2 separate regions of the Mus musculus genome follow, and region 2 is linked to region 1. A link is a contact called in public Hi-C data. All regions are on one chromosome and are shown on one strand. The core of a region is the stretch at or near the end of the contact, and the rest is flanking DNA. Distances in the headings are between cores, read along the strand shown.

Evidence for each region. A called contact is a pair of places that touch in the nucleus more often than the background predicts.
Region 2: a Hi-C map of cerebral cortex shows a contact between it and region 1, with 4 times the contacts expected there. The contact joins two enhancer-like sites. A contact is called at or near these places in 1 of 39 promoter capture datasets (cranial neural crest), 2 of 484 Hi-C or Micro-C datasets (cerebral cortex and myocytes), 3 of 115 datasets of contacts at active chromatin or transcription factors (embryonic stem cells and stem cell-derived neural progenitor cells) and 1 of 9 other capture datasets (embryonic stem cells).

The regions. Positions count from the first base shown.
Region 1 is chr1:57,425,733-57,431,873 of GRCm38.p6, reverse strand. No RefSeq gene overlaps it. Among named protein-coding and RNA genes, the nearest start is that of Gm22371, 6.4 kb to the right of the region's middle. Within about 2 kb of position 3,368, at least 80 of the 459 cell types and tissues checked have an H3K27ac peak or open chromatin away from gene starts, as enhancers often do. A contact at or near this core is called in cerebral cortex, where this site is marked.
Region 2 is chr1:57,630,681-57,636,821 of GRCm38.p6, reverse strand. No RefSeq gene overlaps it. Among named protein-coding and RNA genes, the nearest start is that of Spats2l, 140 kb to the left of the region's middle. Within about 2 kb of position 2,566, at least 7 of the 459 cell types and tissues checked have an H3K27ac peak or open chromatin away from gene starts, as enhancers often do. A contact at or near this core is called in cerebral cortex, where this site is marked.

The sequences.
Region 1 (6,141 bases), core at 2,119-4,618:
CTTGCTCTGAAGAGGAGATGTTTGCCTCAGAGGAGGCTCTCCACAGCCTGGATAGGAATGACAGAGAGGAGAAGAAGCCAAGGCATTCCAGAAAAGCGCTGGGGTACAGAGCCCTGTGGAGACCAGGAGCTGGGGAAGCTAGCTCCCTTTCAATCTTCCCTCCATTGGGGAAACAGAAGATCCACTGGAAAGTCCTTATTCCCCTTGGCAACACAGCTATCATGGGATCGTAAATCATTTTAACCAGTAGGCATAGTCAACAGATAACTAGATCCAACACCCAGGGGCAGTGAAAGGAAAGCATTAGGGTTACTAAGATCAGAGGTTCAAATGCCAACACTCCACAGGCTGTGCCAATCTCTGCAAGTCCTCTGCCTCTCTGCTCAGGTTTCTGCATTTGACAAGCGAGAGCAGTGAGAGCCACCTCACTGGCTTCATCGTGAAATGAACACTTTGTGTTTGCTTTCCTGTTAGTTTCCCCAGTGTGTTGTAACAAAGAACTATAAATTAGTGTCTCAAAACAGCTAGATCATTTTCCTTCATCTTTCCGGAATCTATGGTTCCAAAAATCAATATATGATCAATCTATGTTCCCCCTGAAACTTCACTTCCAGCTTCCAGCTTCTGATGGTCCCAGACCTCCTCAGCTCACAACTGTGATGGCCACTGACTGCGCCCATTTTCATCCTCTCTCCACGTCCTCTTCTCATCTCAAAAGAACCAGACAATGGAATCAGGACTCACCCTAATCCAGAATGTTCTCCTGGATACATGTGTAAAGTTCTGGAAAAGATCGGAGTCTCAGTTTCCCTATGGATACAGATTTGGTGAGCACTACCGATACTCAATGGCTGGTCGAAAGGACACATGACGGGGACAGCGTCAGCCTTCAAGAAATAAGAGAGCATCTTCCTGTTTTTGTTATTTTTGCCACTGCAGATGCTGTTGGTGTCTTTTTAGGGAGTACGGGATGTAGCAGTGGTTCAAATGAAAATGTCCTCTGTAATAATTGCAGGTATGAATACTCAGTCCCCGGTTGGTGAAAGTGTTTGGAGAGGTGTGGTTTTGCTTCAGGAAGTATGTCACTGGGGGTGGACTTTGAAAGTAAGAGCCTCCTGCAGTTTCTGGTTTCTCTCCCTTTGTGCTTATGGCTGCAGTTTGGTCTTCAAACTCTGGCTGTGCCTGCTGCTTGTTACCATGGCTCTACTTTTTTTTTGGTTTTTTCGAGACAGGGTTTCTCTGTGTAGCCCTGGCTATCCTGGAACTCACTTTGTAGACGTAGACCAGGCTGGCCTCGAACTCAGAAATCTGCCTGCCTCTACCTCCCAAGTGCTGGGATTAAAGGTGTGCGTCATGACGCCCGACTCAACAGGAACTCTTATCTCTCTGGAACTGTAAGCCAAAACAAGTTCTTTCCCTTAAGTTGCCTGGACTATGGTACTTTAGCACAGCAGAAAAAAACAGGTTTACTTAGGGGTGGAAAAAGCAAGGCTGGGGAGCAGTGGGGATAGAGGCAGTTGGAAGATCCAGCTGGGAAGATGGTTCAGCGACCAAGAATGAGAAAGTGTTAGGTAACATTCCTCCAGTGGACTTGTTTGGTTCCTGTAGTCTCCATGACAACACTCAGGGATAAAGTATCAGGAAAATGGACAATGTACCTAGCCCCAGGCTGGGTCTGCCCAATTAGTGTGGCTTCCCTTACTTGGGAGAAAGGAAACAAGAAGATGGGAGGGGGGTGTTTAAGAACACTTTTCCCCCTCCTATTAAACATATTTCAGAATATTTCTTAAGGGAGGAAGAAGAGGAGACTAGATTCTAGAAGTGACGCTTCGAGGGAACGCAGGGCTTCTTGCCGAAAAGGAAGTAATTGTCGACGGGGATCCCTGAGCCCTGGCAATAAATCAAGCGGAACAAAGATGTGAAAGCAGCTGGAAGAGCGGGTGCCTCTTCCTTCCCTAGGCAGGGATGGCAGGCATCCTAGACACTGAAGCTTTTGTTAGTAATGTGATCTGAATACGCCAAAATCTCACCCTGAGGTTAAAGTGTACTCTGCCAGGCGTCGCTGCAAACAGTTTCATACAGATATGGCACACATCTTTGGAAAAGATGGAAGGATAAGAGTAAAGTCACAGCTACTGAGTACAAAAAAGAAAAAAAAAATCTTTTGATCCTCTTTTTTCTAGAGACTGTTCTGGTAGCCTTGTCACTGGATGCTCTTGGTACTGGTTTTAAATTATGGACCTATTGACAGAGTGGTGAAGTCTGTAGATTTCTCATCATTAAAAAAAATGCTTTAAAGTAAATACACTTAAAACTAAATAAAACCGTCTATAACAACTCAAAGCAAGCCAGTGGTATCAAAAGGTAGGTATTAAAATGTCAAAACAAAACCAACAGATATGTGATATGGTTCTATGTGTACTTCTATATTAATGTGCTAAATAACAAGAGCTAGCAGCAGGTTCCACAGTTACTGCAGTTTTAAAGCAATGAAGAGTGTGAGCAGTGTTTCTAGCTGTCCCGAGTGGGAGCTGCAAATTATCTTTGACTTGCGTTCACAATTGAATCAAAACTCTCCATTTCAGCTGGAGATGGATAAAAACCAACACGGGGTTTGCCCCCATTCCAGTTCTCGGAATTCTATCTGCCAAGATTTGTGCCCCGTCCCAATTTAAAGGCTACACCATGTAAACCTCACAGGCACCCAGTTTTTGGTGGGGTTCTGCCAGACAGAGGAGTACCGACCATTATGTTAGCAAAGGCTGCCGCCTGCTGGCCAAAACATTCAGACTGTTCACTTAATTGGCTGTGTTAGAAAACAATGGGGCAAGCTATTAATTCACTGACTCGCATCTAGAAATGGAGCAGGAGGCTACTTGTCAACCCAGCCCCATGGCATCCAATCAGTGCAGATTTAAAAGCCCCCTTTGGCTTAGCTGGCAAGTGCTGATGGCTGGTACTGTTGGTCATTAGCAATGTGGGACAAGACGCCAGCATGGCAGGCTGTTTCTAGGGAGATTGCTCTGCTCAATTCTGATCTGTGAAAGTACAGATCGCTTAAAGGTTAGATTTCCCAGTGGGCTTGTCTGACCAAGGTGTTCAGGATCTACTTTCAGTGCTAAGGGCATGGGGCTATATGGAGAGGAAGGAAAAGGAATTCAGAGCGACCCGTGTGCCAGAAACCAGCTAAGTACTTTCACGTATGCGGCTGCATTTAATTTCTAAGAGAATCCTGTTACTGTTATGATGAGGACTGAAAACAGTCACTAAGGCTTAGAAAGGAAAGTTGGCACCATCACTCGGAACGCATGCACCGCTTGGGAGCTCGCTTGCTTCCCAGTCTCTGCTCTAGTGGGTAGGTAGGCAAAGATTCTCACAGCAGTGCCTACTCCTGTTTGCCCAGTGTTCTGCAGCCTAGATTTTACCAATGGCACAAACCCAGACAAGTTTGTAAATCATTCCATGCCCCCATTCCCCTGTCTGTAAAATGAAGATAATGATAACCCCTCTTTAAGGTGGAAGTCTTGTTGGAAATATTGAGTGTGAGTCCCTAGGGCACTGTAGGCAATAGATAAATGACAACTACTATTAGTATAAGACAATTTTGCTTCATAGTGTTGGGAAAAGTATAACCTCTATGTCACACAAAGGAACACACGAAGAGTAATTCAGCAAAGTAATTTCTTTTTTCTTCTTTCTTTCTTTTAAATGGTGTGCCAGAATTCCAACACAGCTAACCAACACATTCAGCCAGAATATTCTGGCTTCTGTCTTTTATCCCTGACATAGGTGGTGACTGTGTCTCGTCACATTGGTGGGCCCTGGGCTTCACTGAAGGGACTCTAGCCAGCTCTAGAATGTAGGGCATGGCTCTGGCAGGTCTTACCCTTCTCCCCCATTCCCTCTGCCTTGCTAAAAAAATAAAATAAAATAAAATAAAAATAAATTACATTCCTAAAGCTAGCCATCAAGGTTCGTTCTTTTGGCCACTTACTTCTGAGGCTGACTACCAAGGTCCAGCTATCAAAGTATTATAGTTCAGCAATCAGAGCCCTCTTTGGCTCACCTAATTAACATGTCCAATTAAAATTAACCACATCCTCCTAACTTGGGGTTCCCTCTTTACCTTTGTAATCTGCCATTTGTCCCCTCTTTAGCTAGAGGCGGACTTTTGTTCCCCTTGGACAAATGCCCCTCCCCTCGTGTTCCTTTCTCCTTTCTCCCTTGTCCCCTTCCTCTTCTTCCTCTACCTCCTGTCTTTGTCCCTTACCCCTGCCCTCTGTCCCTCCTTTGTTCTGAGAACTTGATCTTGGATGTTCTGGGCAGATACTTTTCCTTTCACGTGACAGTCAGGAACGATTGGTCAGTTGCTGTAAGGAGGAAGGAGATGGGGTTGAGGAAATGGGGGCTTTTGTTGGGGCTGACAAGCTTTGATAAATTAAGTGTTTCTCACATTAACAGTTACAACAGCAGCTAAGTGTTCAGATGAGTACTTAACATTTAGCACTGTCTGGACGTTTTGGTTGTCTCTATAGAGGTGTCTAATGGTCAAAGGCTAGAAAACTATTAAATATTCTACACTGCACAGGACAGCTCTTCCAGAAACCATCAGAAAAGAATTATGTATTGGGGGCTGGAGAGATGGCTCAGAGGTTAATGGCTGCTTTTCCAGAGGTCCTGGGTTCAATTCTCAGCAAACACATGGTGGCTCACAGCCATCTGTAATGAAACCTAATGTCCTCTTCTGGCCTGCAGGAATACATGCAGGCAGATGTTTTATACATAATAAGTAAGTAAGTAAATAAATAAATAAATAAATAAATAAATCTTAAAATAAAAAGAATTATGTATTCTCAAATGTCAGTAGTCTAACATTTAGCTAACCCTGTCCTGAATGGAGCTCAGTCAAGCAGAATGTATACAGTGGGGTGCTAGAGAGAAACTCTAATGCGTACAGGGCAGACAAGGATTGAGAGATAACAAGGACTGACAGGTGGACATTCTTGTACATATTAGGGTTGAGAGAGGGGCTGGTATTGCTTTTACTTAGGTGTCCAGGAAGGTCTTCTCAGAAGTGGTGGAGTTCACAAAGTGACTGCCCTTGCTGGCTTGGACAAAGGACACAACGAGGCAGCATAGTTCCAGTCAATGAGCCCAATAGGGACCTAATTATGACTGAGGCCCAGACAGAGGGAGAGGAGAAGTCAAAGACAATTCCAGCAAGGCCTTATGAGACAGCCTCCACCAGACAGTGCTTCTGCTTCACATGGTCCCAAAGACAAAACCTGCCTCCAAGTACCAAATGAACTAAAATACCTAGACTTGACATCATTTTAAACTTTTTTTTTTTTTTGGATTTTCGAGACAAGGTTTCTCTGTATAGTCCTGGCTGTCCTGGAGCTCACTTTGTAGACCAGGCTGGCCTCGAACTCAGAAATCCGCCTGCCTCTGCCTCCCGAGTGCTGGAATTAAAGGCGTGCGCCACCACGCCTGGCTTAAACTTTTTGTTTTCATTTTGGTTGGCTGTTGTTTGCTTTAAAAGGCAATAATCAAAAATCTCTTCCTTGGCAATGAACTGATTGACAAGGTCAGTTATTGGACTTGATTCCATCTGGTTTGAGATGAAATCGCAGTGTTACCGTTGTCTGGGAGGGGGCTATCCCGATGTTGTAGGATAAGAAGGATGTCAAAAGAGGGCCAGGCACAACAGGGCAGTCTTGCCCTGTGAAAGCTTCCCAGCTCTCACAGTTGGATGCAACACTGCAGTGTACATGGGAGACTCAGCGAGGCCAGGACGGGAGCTGGAGTGAAGGGCAGGCCAGGTGTGATTGAGACCAACACAGCCGTGCCCGTGGCTGAGCTGCAGTACAGAGACAGCCTGCTATCCTGTCACAAATACCTAAAATAAAAGGAAAGAAAAACTTTGGTTCATAATTATGGAGGTTTCTGACTTGTCGGCTGCTCATTCTTGTTGGCTCACAAAAAAGTGAGAGTCCCAGTTTGCTAAGCTAGTAAATGATACCAGATTGTCCAATACACCAAAGAATGAGGTTCCCTTGTCTGAAGATGGAATGAACACCACCCAGGCTTCTCCAGCAAGGAGGTGCTCCGGGTGGAAACAGCAGAATAAGAACCCTCAGA
Region 2 (6,141 bases), core at 1,317-3,816, 210 kb before region 1:
CTGATCTCAACCAGGTATTAGAGGCCTGCACTTAGCATTGCAACGTAAGAACAAACCTAGAGAGATTTATGATTTTGCCTAGTTTGTGGCTGGACTGGGGCTCAGCTGCATAGTTGTGATGTTAGTTTGCCTTGGGTTAACTCATAGGACTTAGAGTCAGATGGGAGGAACCTCAACCCCTGGTTCTTGGGCAAGGATGACCAGAAGGAATGTCTTAGATCAAACCCTGGGACTTGAAGTCCTCTCTGTCTCAAACAATTTGTGGATGTCTACACTACACATGGTTTGTTTACCAGGGTAGCCAGATTTCTTTATGGGCCAGGTTATTTGAAATGACAACACTGGAGGCTTCTAGAAACATGTTCAGAACTGGCACAGCACCTTTTTCAGCAATAGTCTATTGATAAGGTGCCCAGATTCAGTGTGAGATAACACACACGTGCATACTGTTCAGTGGCGCTTCCCTCAGGGACTGGCTAGTCCAAAATATTTTAAAATATTTTTATTTAATTCAGAGTATTACCAGGCACCAAAGTGTCAATTTAATGCGTATACCATATATTACATTTTATTCTCAGTGGGATTTGGAAAAAAAATACCCCAACAAAGCACATTGATATTTTTGTAACAAGATATTTGACTAAGTGGAATACCCAAAGGAAACAAACAGTCTTGTGTAAGGTAAGATCAAATCCTGGTGTTTTCAGAGAGTTTTTGATTTTAAATTGTGAAGAAAACATTATGAACCTAGATTTTAAGCCAATGTAACTTCTTAAAGTCAAAATAAATTTGTTATCTTGTGTGTGTGTGTGTGTGTGTGTGTGTGTGTGTGTGTGTGTGTGACTAGTGATGGTTTGGGTTCTCTGGGAAGCAAACAGTTCTGGAAGTGTGAATAGTTTGGAGCTAGGGATGCCTGTGCAAGATGAAGAGAAACTTAGTACAGGTGGGGATATCCCCCATGTTATGAAGCAAGCCTATATACTCATGAAAGGGAATGAGAAAAGAGTGGTGATTGGGACATTCCAGGTTCTCAGCCTAGGGAATGGTTCCACCCACTGTGGGCAGGTCTTCCTACAGTTAACCTAATCAAGATAATGACCACATACATGCTCAGAGACCAATCTACCAGGTGGTTCTAGATTTCATCAAGTTGACAATTGCAATTAGCCACCATAACTTCCAAAACCTTGTTGGCCACTACATGTTCTACAAGCACCCAACCCTGAGTCTACAATATTATTCATGAAGTCTTCTAAAGTAATTGTGTATCAGTGGCTGAGTATTGTGAAGGGTAAAGAAAAGAGACATCTACAATAACTCTCACCAAAAGTCCTACCTAACATATTAGATTTTTTTCTCAGAAAGAAAATTCTCACAGGTAATTGCTCTAATGTCTATTATGTGCCAAAATTCTATGTAAATCAGTGTGCAATAACTATTTTTTTCTCTAGCTGTGTCTGTAGGACTATAATGATATGAAGGCAGAGGAGAAATACTTTGCAAGGCTCCTTGGCAGCTGAGGAAGAAATTCTAACACCACAACAGAAGGAAAATAAATTTTAAGATGGAAGAAAGTGACTAAAATTAGCATTCTTATTCAACAGGTGAACCTTGTTTCTAGATGTTATCTTTACGAATCCTCCAGCTGAGCCTGAGCTCCATCCATTCTGATACATCCTTGATAGGATGAGCCCTGGGTGAATTTACTTTCCTCATAGCACAGTCTGTCATGGTAGGGAAGGTATGGTGGTGGGAATGGAAGGTCAGGAAACAGAGAGATGGAAGCTAGCTCTCAGCTCTCTTCTTTTCTATTCAGTCCAGAGCCTCATCCCATAGGACAAGGCCATCCAGGTTTGGGGTGTATCTTCCCTGTTTTCTTAAACCTTTCTGGAAATACTCTCACAGGCACACCATGTTAACAATAAAGTTTCTATAAGTTTGCAATGAAGATGAAGCATCACATTATGCTTCTGGGGATCAAACCAGACTTGGGAGGCTTCCACTGTGAACATGGCTGCCCCATACATCAGGCTAGAGCCAGAAATTAGAGGGAGTTAAGCAGAGTTCTCATTCCCAAGCAGTTCCCTAGGGGAGGAGAAAGCCTTGTAAACAGTCATGACTTGGCTGGAGAGACAACCTCATTAAGGTATGATGCTGTGAAGATGCATGGCAGATACCACATGGTCAATACATGGAAGGTGAGCCTGAGATGGCACTGCTGTTCTGTGTCAGCATCTTCAAGATGGAAATGGAATGAAGAGGTTTCTATAGCAATGGAAGCGTGATCATGTGGAGGCTGCTCCAGAGAGAACAAGAAGCTGCTGTGGGGAGCTGTGGGAGATGAAGCCAAGCAGTAGCCATTCTGGAAAAGTTCTTGACAACATGGGGGTGGGGTGGAGGCTGGATGCCTCCTGTGGGCCACAGGTAACACAGGACTGTGTCCCAGACTAGTCACTTTGGGCTGACTTCTCTGGAGTGGGTGGGGTGAGGTACTGATATCTCAAAGCAGCCTTTCCTATGAGATCCCTACATACAGCCAGCCATCTCTGGCACTTTGTGGTCTTCTTTCCACTTGTTCTACACCCAGACTGCTGCAGCCAGCTGGAGTGGGTGGGGGAGTCAGTACAAACAACCCTTGATGCCAGCATTTTACCTCCAGCCTACGAGTTCCCAGGAAAGAGCTTCTAGCAGCTGCTAGTGCTTCCCAAGGGAGCCTGGGCAGTTGTCTTTTTTTTTTTTTTTTTTTTTTTTTTTTTTTTTTTTGGCATGTGGTGAAAGACCTAGTGGAGTCTTGCCATGCCAACCCACCAGTGTAATGGTTTCCTAGAGAAAACCTAAGTAGACTGGAGGACTACTGCAAGAGAGCCCTGTTCCCCCCCCCCCGCCCCCCCGCCCATACACACACACATACTCAGGACCCATTTCTGGTTAGTTGAAGCCTATCACTGTCAGAGATGAAACACTGAATTCACACAAGCCTGGAGGAACCGACCTAGAAAAGAAATGAGTTTCAGTGTCATTGAATAATGTCCTTTTCTTTTCTGTGTAAAGCAAGAATTTGAATTTTGAAGGCCGAGATCAGTGAAGTCAACAGGAAAGGAAAATTGCCAATATATGGCAAACATTGTGCTAAATGAGTTAGAGATTATATAAACTAGTTCTTCACAAACTAGACAAGATAAAGCCCTGACTTTTTCCAAGACAAAGCTCCAAGACTCAGAGATGTTGGATCCATTGCTTAGAGTGAGTAGGATTTAGGATCCCAGAGTTGGCATGGCCCCAGGAGAAAATGAAGGGGTTGGGGGGTCTTAAGATATGGTTCTTCAACTAAATATTGTCAACTTGACAGGGTCTAGAATCAACTAGAAGACATGGGCATGCTTGTTTGGGGTTATCTAGTTAACTTCTGGGAATGTCTGGAAAGGGTCATCTTGAGGGAGTAAAACCTACCCCCCCCCCAAATGTGGATCACAATATTCTACAGGTCAGAATTCTGAACTCAATGAAAAGGGTACCGATGGCCAACCAGAAGCATCCATCTTCCTCTGGTTCAAAGGTGGATATAACTTGACCAGCCGGCTTTAAGCTCTTGTTACTGAGTTTCTCAAGATCTCAGATGCTTGACCAGGTAGGGAGAATCCGGGAATCCAGGACCAACAGCAAACTTTTTTTCCTGAACCTTAATCCCACACAACAAATATACAAATGGATGTTATCCCCAAATCACAACAACTGCCAATTTAAAAATATTTAAACCACCCTCCTCACCCAAAATTCTAATCACCAACTAATGTCAGCTGAGGATTTTTTGCCTCAATTGGTACTATCTCAGAAGTCTGCATGCTTAGAGAGTTCCAGAATCTATGCTGAGGCAAAAGCCTTCTGCTTATGTTAGCGCTGCTGATCACATCAGCTACGCAGGTGGCGCTGATCACATGGAGCAGGTAAGGCTATCTTCCTCCTGGCCAGCAGTCTCATATTGTTTCCTCCTACCTCTGGGGAAATTTCTCGGAACAAAACATAAAACTCACTCAGTCTAATGTGCAAATAGCTAACGATGCTTAAAGTGATATTTCTCTTAGGAGTATTTTCATGTTAACATTTTAAGCAAGATAAATTAAGCTTTATTAGAGAAACAGCAGGCTTTGTTTCAAGGTAGAACACCTTTAAGGGTAAACAGAACATTATTAGTGTTTCTTAAATCACACTATACAAGTAGTTCTTTAATTTTTCAGCTAGATAAAGTCCTTTCTGTTTTGTTTTGTTTTTAATAATCAAACCAATTCTAAATGAATATAAGTTCATTAAGTTGAATAGACTTTGGGTCTTGTTAGTTTGGGTATGTAATATTTTATTTGTAAAGTTTCTCTTTTAAATAATAAAGGTTATAAAAAGGAAAGAAACCAACTAAACAGTCCCTCAATATATCTGTCCAGACAATGGAATAGTATTCAGCCCTTAAAAGAGATGAGATATCAAACCATGAGGAGAACCTTGAATAAATATTATGACATTGGAGGAAGAGGCTACATATTACTTGCAGAAATGCTAACAATTTGGAGAAAGTAAAACTAAAAATATCCATCGGTATTTTCCATGGTTGTGGGTGGGTAAGATAGAAGGAGCACAGGATTTTTACTGAAGTGAAACTACCATGTATAGCATTGGAATGATACATGCATCATTACAAGTTTGTGCAGAATTAAGAATGTATAGGGTACCATTCTGAAAGGGGATATTGACTATTCGGAGGCTAGCATGTGCAGGGGTGGGGGTGGGGGTGTATGTGAAATACTTGAACATTCAGTTCAGTCATGCTATGAGTCTGTAACTTCTCTTAAATATTGTATGTGGTGTGTGCGTGTATATGTGTTTTAAATAACTACAATCGGTTAAAGTAAATCGAAATTTCTGTGTGGATGGCAATAATGAGTTAAAATGCGTTGAATGTTCACTAAAAACTAGGCACTCACATTTGAAAGTAATTTCATACTTCATCTCCTTTATGAGTTGGGTATTATTATCATGTCAAGTTCATGTACAAGAATCCAAGTTTATAGATTCCCAGTTAGTTGCCAAGGAAGCTTGTAGCATGCTCACTTTACAGCTAAGAAAACTGAGGCTTAGAGACAGACACAGCAAGTCTTAGATACTCTCCATGTACCCCTACCCCCACCCCGCAATACAGTTCTCTTTGTAGCTCACAGAGAAAGCAATATTTGCCTATTTAAATTCATTTTGTTGTGAGATTCTGATTTTTATGTAATGTTTAGCAAAAAGCTAAGTCTTTACATCTGAAACGAGTATAAACAAGTCCAATTTGGCTCACATCACAGAACAAGACTGATAAGGGCAGTCTCCTGTGAGGCTCATTTGTGGACACACATGACTATATTGTTTCTTAAGTGGACATGGAAACCACAGTGATTATGATCTTTTGAAAAATTCATGGTTGAAACAGATCCAATTTAATTATGAGATTGCCTTACGAGGTTGTTTGCACAATTCATCAAGGGAAGGAAGGGACAGAGGTCATGGAATTCACACGCACACGAGCATATGCATCAGGGTCTCTCTCACACACACATGGCCTCATATCTGGCTTGATTCAGAATCAGGAAATTTATAGTTAAAATACAAACCAGTTTTATTTGTGTAGACTGTCAGAGAAGCAGAGCCAGGGGATGTTCAGTTAAGAGCTAAATGGTGACAGTGCCTGAACCTCGAGTGTGTATAATGAAGATCCCATATCTTCCCACTTCATATGGGACAAGTGCTTCAGGAGGAGAGATGGGCTACATGCAGAGTTGGGCTACATGCTTGCTCTGATAATGGCAATGATATTTTTGAATAATGCCTAAAAGAAAGTGAAAAATTATTATTTTATCATGGTTATGAGGAAAACCTTTGATATTCTTTGGTGAACCATATACGTGGCTTGTGTGTGTGTGTGTGTGCACGTAGAGGGGACAATACATATGCCTGCATATGCATATAGAGACCAAGAGTGTCCAGCTCTCTACCTTCTCTCTTTGATACAGATCTCTTGATGGAACCTCCCATAGCCTGGTGTAGTGGCTTGAATAAGAATGGCCCTCATGGATTTGTATGTTCGAATGTGTGGTTCCCAGTTAGTGGAAC